Linked DNA regions of Rattus norvegicus: region 1 is linked to region 2. Evidence: chromatin contacts called from public Hi-C data. All regions are on one chromosome and are shown on one strand. The core of a region is the stretch at or near the end of the contact, and the rest is flanking DNA. Distances in the headings are between cores, read along the strand shown. Region 1 has its middle 32 kb from the start of Krt18l1. Region 2 overlaps Trio (trio Rho guanine nucleotide exchange factor).

Region 1 (3,235 bases), core at 658-3,157, 240 kb before region 2:
GCATCCTTCCCTCCCTTTCACTGATGTTTTTTGAAGCCCTGTCAGATCCTTAGCCACTGCTGCAGCTTCCCCTGCTGCCTCCCTCCAGAGGACCCTCCTCTTGTCTCCTCTGTGCCTCAGCTCCTCATGGGGCCATGTCTTCTGGCTGGACTGCTCTGCCCTCTGCCTCTGATCCACTGCTGGCCCTGTCCTCAGAGCTATCCTCACCACTGTAAGCCTAGCACACAAAGGCCGCTGTCTGTCCTGTGGTGATCACTAGTCCCTGTGCAGTTCCTAGTTGGCCCTCTGGGAGAAGACTATCCAGTCAAGAATAGTTTCTTTCTCAGAGGTAGGCCTTGTTTTGTATTTGTAAGTGAACAGACAGTGGGATACCCTATATCATCAATGCATCCCAGTCCATAACAGGATGTTCAGAAATGACCCACTAAGCCCACATGTTTCCAAGAGGAAAAATTTTCATTTTGTTCCAAAAGCCCAGGACCATACCCTGTGGTAGATGCTATCAGAAGACTCGGCACACGTTCCAGAGTCTCACCCTATTGGCCCTGCCTGGAAGCTGCTTCAAAAGAGCTGAGCCTTCATGTCTGACCTCAGGGCAGAGATGCTGCCCTGTGAGAATTTCATCACAACACTGTTACCAGGCTGGGGTAGCTCTCAGCTCCAGCTTTCACTGTTAAGCCAATGTAGAATATTAACTCTGCACAGATGCCTCACACAGGGTGTGACAAGTACCACACCATTCAAACCCCACCTCCTGAAGACTGTCTCACTGTAAGTCAGTCACAAACAGCAAGTGGGTCCATAACTGCTCCTTATTTATTTGAAAGGAAAATGAAGTAAAATGTCACTAATTTCCTAGTGAGCACGAGGAGTGCCAGAGCCATGAAGGAAATTTAAGGAAAGGGCTTATAAGAACACGTGTAGGCTGCAGACATGTGTCAGTGGGGAAAGTGCTGGCTGTGCAAGCTAGGGACGAGAATTCAGACCCCCGGTACCAGTGGAAAACTGAAGTGCAGAGGCTCACACCTATAAACCCAAATCCAGCAGCAGGAAGAGACAGCAAGAGCCTAGAGGCTCTCAGCCCAGCCTGCCTACGTGAACCATCACTGAGCCACTGGTTCCTTGAGAAACCCAGTCACAAAATATAAGATGGAGACTGATAGAGGAAAGACATCCCGCCCCACCCATCCCAGCCAATATGTGTGAATGCAAAGTAATCCTGCACACACACAGAGAAAGCACTTAATCTGTATGAAGGGAAAGAGGAAAGAGAGGCAATGAAATGAAGGAAGGAGAGAGAACGGGAAAGAGGAAAAATAAGATGACAAAAGCAAAAGGAGAAGGAAAGGAGGACAGAGTGGAGGAGGGAGGGGAAGGGAGGTGGAGGGAGGGGAAGGGAGGAGAAGAAGAGGAAGGGAGAGGAGGGAGGTGGAGGGGAGGGAAGGGAGAGGAGAGAGGTGGAGGGAGGGGAAGGGAGGGGAAGGGAGGGGAAAGGAGTTGAAGGGAGGGGAGGGAAGGGAAAGAAGGGAAGGAAGGGAAAGGAGGGAAAGGAGGGAAGGAAGGGAAAGGAGGGAGGGAAGGAGGAAGGGAGGGGAGAAAAAGAGAAAGGGAGAAAGGAATGGAGAAATTACTAAAACAGAAGGGAGGGGGGAAAGAAAATGAAGGAGAGAAGCACTCTTCTCCAGAGTGAGCCTGTTGTACCTTAAACACAGTAGGCACTTAACAAGTGTTTGCTAAATTGAACCGAAGTGCTCAAGTGTAGTTAATACCTTCCCTGTTCCACCCTCACTTTCTAAGTATTTTCTCTAGAGAGAAGTGAAAGCAAAAGAAAACAAGCGCTCAGTCAACTCTGTGCCCTTCACAGCACAGGTGGGGCGGGGCTGGAGGACGGGCCTGCCCTGGTTGGAGCAGACAAAAGGGGCCACAGGAGCTCTCCCGGCTGGTTCCCTGGAGGTGAAGCAATCCTGGAGATAAAAATAGCCTCGGCAGATGATTTACGCTCAAGTTCAGCCGCCGGATTGTATTCCTAAATAAAGTAACCTAGAGTTCTTCCACTCCTTTTTTTTTTTTTTTTTTTTTACCTGTTTGTTGAAGGCCAAATGCAAACAGCATAGAGGTCTAAATATACTCCGTTGGTGGCCCGGAGCCAGGCAAGAGCTAAGCATGACAAAATGGGAAAATGTAACAGGTGAGCTTCCGCCTGGAGGCTGAAAGCAGCCAAGATGCGCTTCTTCAAAATAGCCATGTTTGCAGGATCTTCTCTCTGAGGCCGGCTTCAAGAATTCCATTACCCAGATATGAGGGAGACAAGAGTACTGCTGCCCTCCTTGGGGAAGGTTAAGTTCTATGAGATCAGTTTTCAGCAACACGACACTGTGTGCATTATATTTTTACTTCGGTGTCTGTAACCACAGAAACACACCTTCTGCAGTATTGATGATACTGGGCTGCCAAAATCTTGTCCCTGTCAACCTCGGCTTAGGGTCAATGCTAACACTGAGCAGCATGGAGGGAATGATGCTGTGCAGCCACAAAAGCAACGAAACTGAGCCCTTCATGGTGCAGCGTGGGTAACAAAGCAACTGAGTCCTGCTTTTGTTTCTCCCTCCATGTTCTTCACACTGACCTGCAAACATTTCCCACCTACTACTTATGTAAACTAGGAGCTGCTTGCGTAGCCGGGAGACAAAGAATTGCAGACAGTATTTGCGAAGATGTGACCCATCGCATGTTTACCACAGGATACTCACATGCCATGTAAGTTTCTAGAAGGGACAGTCTGATTATTTGCTTTGTTTTTTAAGATGTAGTCCAAGGGCTGGTGAGAGGCTCAGCGATTAAGAATGCTGACTGCTCTTCCAGAGGTCCTGAGTTCAACGCCCAGCAACCACACAGTGGCTCACAACCATCTGTAATGGGATCAGATGCCCTTTTCTGGTGTGTCTGAAGACAGCAACAGTGTACTCACATACATAAAGTAAATAAATATTGAAGAAGAAGAAGAAGAAGAAGAAGAAGAAGAAGAAGAAGAAGAAGAAGAAGAAGGAGAAGGAGAAGGAGAAGGAGAAGGAGAAGGAGAAGGAGAAGGAGAAGGAGAAGGAGAAGGAGAAGAAGAAGAAGAAGAAGAAGAAGAAGAAGAAGAAGAAGAAGAAGAAGAAGAAGAAGAAGAAGAAGAAAAGAAGAAGAAGAAGAAGAAGAAGAAGAAGAAGAAGAAGAAGAAGAAGAAGAAGAAGAA
Region 2 (3,101 bases), core at 99-2,598:
TGAAATCTGCCAGCTTCAGGTGTTGTTTACCTAGGCTCAGTGACGGCTTGGGGTTTTTCTTTTTTATCCCACACAGTGGGATACAATGCGTAGTGACCCTGTGACCAGTATTAGGTCATTCCCATGTTGTGACGAAGGCCTGGGTGCTATGGGAGCTGAGTGGGTTATGAATCCAGCAGCAGGGTTCCTGGTGTGTGCACTGTGCCCCAGGAACAGGAATGATGGGAGTGGGGTTCTAGTGGTGTGCATAGGAGTTCAAAGGGCCAGGAGTTGAACATGTGGTTGGGGTTCTTTTATTTTTGCCTGGGGAGAGAATTAGTATTGGCAAGTGACATCACATCTGAAGGATTATGTCATGTCAGGGAGCTTATGTCTTATGTGAAGGCATCAGGAAGCCACAGAAGGGCATCATGGAAAACGGTTAGGGAGAAAGCAGTAGAAGGAGACGTGAGCTAGAAGCCAAGTTTGAGTGGTGGGGTCAGAAGGACTATTGACCAGTGATTAGGAGGCTGTAGACACAGCAAGGCCACCTGCGGGAACACTGACCAGGAAGATGGGACGGTGGAAGGCAAGGGAAGCCAGGCATGGCTATTTAAATGAATGAAATGCTTGATGTAATAATGGACCAGGATTTCTTTTAGCAATCAATCTTGGCTGGGCTGGAATCCATTCACATAACTCAGGGATCAGGTTTTGTCACTCTGGTTCAATTCCCTGGACTCTTCTGCAAAGCAGTCTTTGGATCAGGTTGGCTTTGCAGAACCATGTGTGTGCATGTGTGCATGAGTGAAATACACATATGTAATTAGGGTGGCATCTACTGTCTGGCTTTGTAGCACACATGCACACACAGAGAGACAGACAGAGACAGACAGGCAGACAGATAGAAGCACAGAGAGACAGAGGGGGCAGGTGTCTTATTTTGCATTACTTAGAGAAATACAGTTTCTCTGTATGCCTCCATGTCCGTCTGGGGATCAGAAGATTAAAGGTGCTCTTGGACCTGTTTCCTTTCTCATTTGTGAGACTAGAGGAAGTTGGAACCCCTTTTATAATGCCTTTTTGGACAACTGGCCTATTATATGCTATGAATTAACTTCCAGGGAACCATTAATGCCTCGTCAAAACATCAATAAAGTCTACAGATTTCTTCCTTTATTTTAAGGCTTGTGTAATACTCTAACCAGCCTTCCATCCTTTGGGCAGTTCAGCTTGTCCTGTGTATTTTGTGTAAGAAATTAAGAGCCAGAGCTCTCCGTTGGTGTTCCCTCGAGTGAGTACAGCCCATGCTCTTCTTCGGCTATTGTGGGCTGTCACTCCCGAGACAGGATGAGCCAGCCAATCAGGTGGTTAGTAAAGCAGTAGTGGTTATTACTAAAGATTAGGACCCGTTTTGTCGTGTACTGTTCATGTGCTAGTTTGTGAACATATCCACATTCCTGACATGGATGATTCATTTTCGTATCCAATCTGGGATCATATATTTTTATAAAAATGACATAAACATCAATTGATCGTGTTGGCTTTTTTTTTTTTAACATATTAGTATTAGGGGGAAAATGTAACCTTTGTTCTCTAACATTCTTACATAATTAAACACACTTACAGAAGAGTCCGACTCATTAAAGCACTTCCTTCCTGTGACTCTGATCTAGAGGTTTGCGAGGCTACCCCACCCCCACCCCCACACATTGTGCTAACACTGCCTCCCTGCACTAGAGCAGTATCCTGCAGGCTCTGCAGCGGAGCGGCTGGCTCAGACAGGGTGACGTCACCCTCTCTGCCAGCAGTGCGAGGGCGGGGCCACCGCGCAGATGTGGAGTTTTATCACCCTGCCCTTTGTGTTCCGGAGCTCCGCCAATTACCTAATGAGTAAAATTCAGTAATTACCACCGAGGCTCGTCAGTAAGAGAAGCTACCAGCTTACTGTTTAACATTTTTGCTGTGGTTGCTTTAGAATCCTGCCTTATTTATTAGTCTTATTTGTGGCATAACCTGTGCTTCTGTAAGCTTTGCTTCAGTCTTTCCCACAGGCGAATTTTCAGTTTAGTAGATGTAAGGTGGGGTAGCTGACAGGCTATGAGACCCGTGGGATGGCTGGGGAGCAGTTTCTGGGCGACATGGCAGACAATTCCGACAAGGCATACAGGCAACCTTATGAGGAGCTCTGTCTGCGGAGGGATAATTGGGCTTTTAGATAACCATGTTTTCCTAAAAGAAATAAAGTCAGCAAACAATTAGGTGAAATTCAAAATGATTAAAATCTGCTAGAGGCCCTGTGGATTACCAAAAAAGCCTTTTTAGCTTTTTTTTTTTTTTTTAAATATCTACTTACTTTATGCATGCAAGAACACTGAAGCTGTCTTCAGCCACTCCAGAAGAGGGCATCAGGTCTCATTACAGATGGTTGTGAGCCACCATGTGGTTGCTGGGAATTGAACTCAGGACCTCTGGCAGAGCAGTCAGTGCTCTTAACCGCTGAGCCACCTCTCTAGGTCCAAAAACTTACTCTTACCTCGGTTGATTAGTTCACCTTAGATTTCTGTGCACACCTCTGTGTGGAAAGTGCTGCTCGGCTAATGAGCTGGGGAGGTGCTCACACAGCCTGGAGAGATCCCATGGTGCTTCTGCTTCTGCCAGTGAGCAAGATGGAGGACTGCTTTTCCTTTTTTTGTTGGTTGATGTTGAAAATGGAATGCCACTGTGGTGAGGAATCGGTGAGCACCGTGGCCAGTTGGGAACGGCTCTGTTGGAGTGGCACTGCAGTGCCGACACAGGGTCTGAGGGCGGAAAGTGTGCACTTGATCTGACCACTGCTCTGGGTTGTTGACGTTCCAGCCCCCGATTCATCTAAAAGATTTCCCATTGTTAGAGACTACTGTGGGACATTCCCTCCCAGGGCCGAGAGGGTAATTTTCCCTCATACAGTTGTAATCATAGTATGATTGAAGGCTAAATAGCCAGAGCCGATCTTTTACAGACTGAAAATAGAAAGTCCTGGGGGACACTGGGCGTGGCTGCAGGGACAGACTCTGCCTGTTTGTTCGCTTCCACCGTACTCAGAGGTTTCAAGTACTCGAACCTGCTTCTGTCTGAAGCCA

Evidence for each region. A called contact is a pair of places that touch in the nucleus more often than the background predicts.
Region 1: a Hi-C map of the A7r5 cell line shows a contact between it and region 2, with 3 times the contacts expected there. The contact joins two enhancer-like sites. A contact is called at or near these places in 12 of 12 Hi-C or Micro-C datasets (the A7r5 cell line, the Rat2 cell line, Schwann cells and 7 more) and 1 of 1 datasets of contacts at active chromatin or transcription factors (oligodendrocytes).

The regions. Positions count from the first base shown.
Region 1 is chr2:80,671,288-80,674,522 of GRCr8, reverse strand. It overlaps a transcript of Dnah5 not described here. Among named protein-coding and RNA genes, the nearest start is that of Krt18l1, 32 kb to the right of the region's middle. Within about 2 kb of position 1,907, at least 23 of the 93 cell types and tissues checked have an H3K27ac peak or open chromatin away from gene starts, as enhancers often do. A contact at or near this core is called in the A7r5 cell line, hepatocytes and kidney, where this site is marked.
Region 2 is chr2:80,433,003-80,436,103 of GRCr8, reverse strand. All of the region lies in intron 1 of Trio (trio Rho guanine nucleotide exchange factor), which reads left to right. Among named protein-coding and RNA genes, the nearest start is that of Trio, 97 kb to the left of the region's middle. Within about 2 kb of position 1,348, at least 76 of the 93 cell types and tissues checked have an H3K27ac peak or open chromatin away from gene starts, as enhancers often do. A contact at or near this core is called in the A7r5 cell line, hepatocytes and kidney, where this site is marked.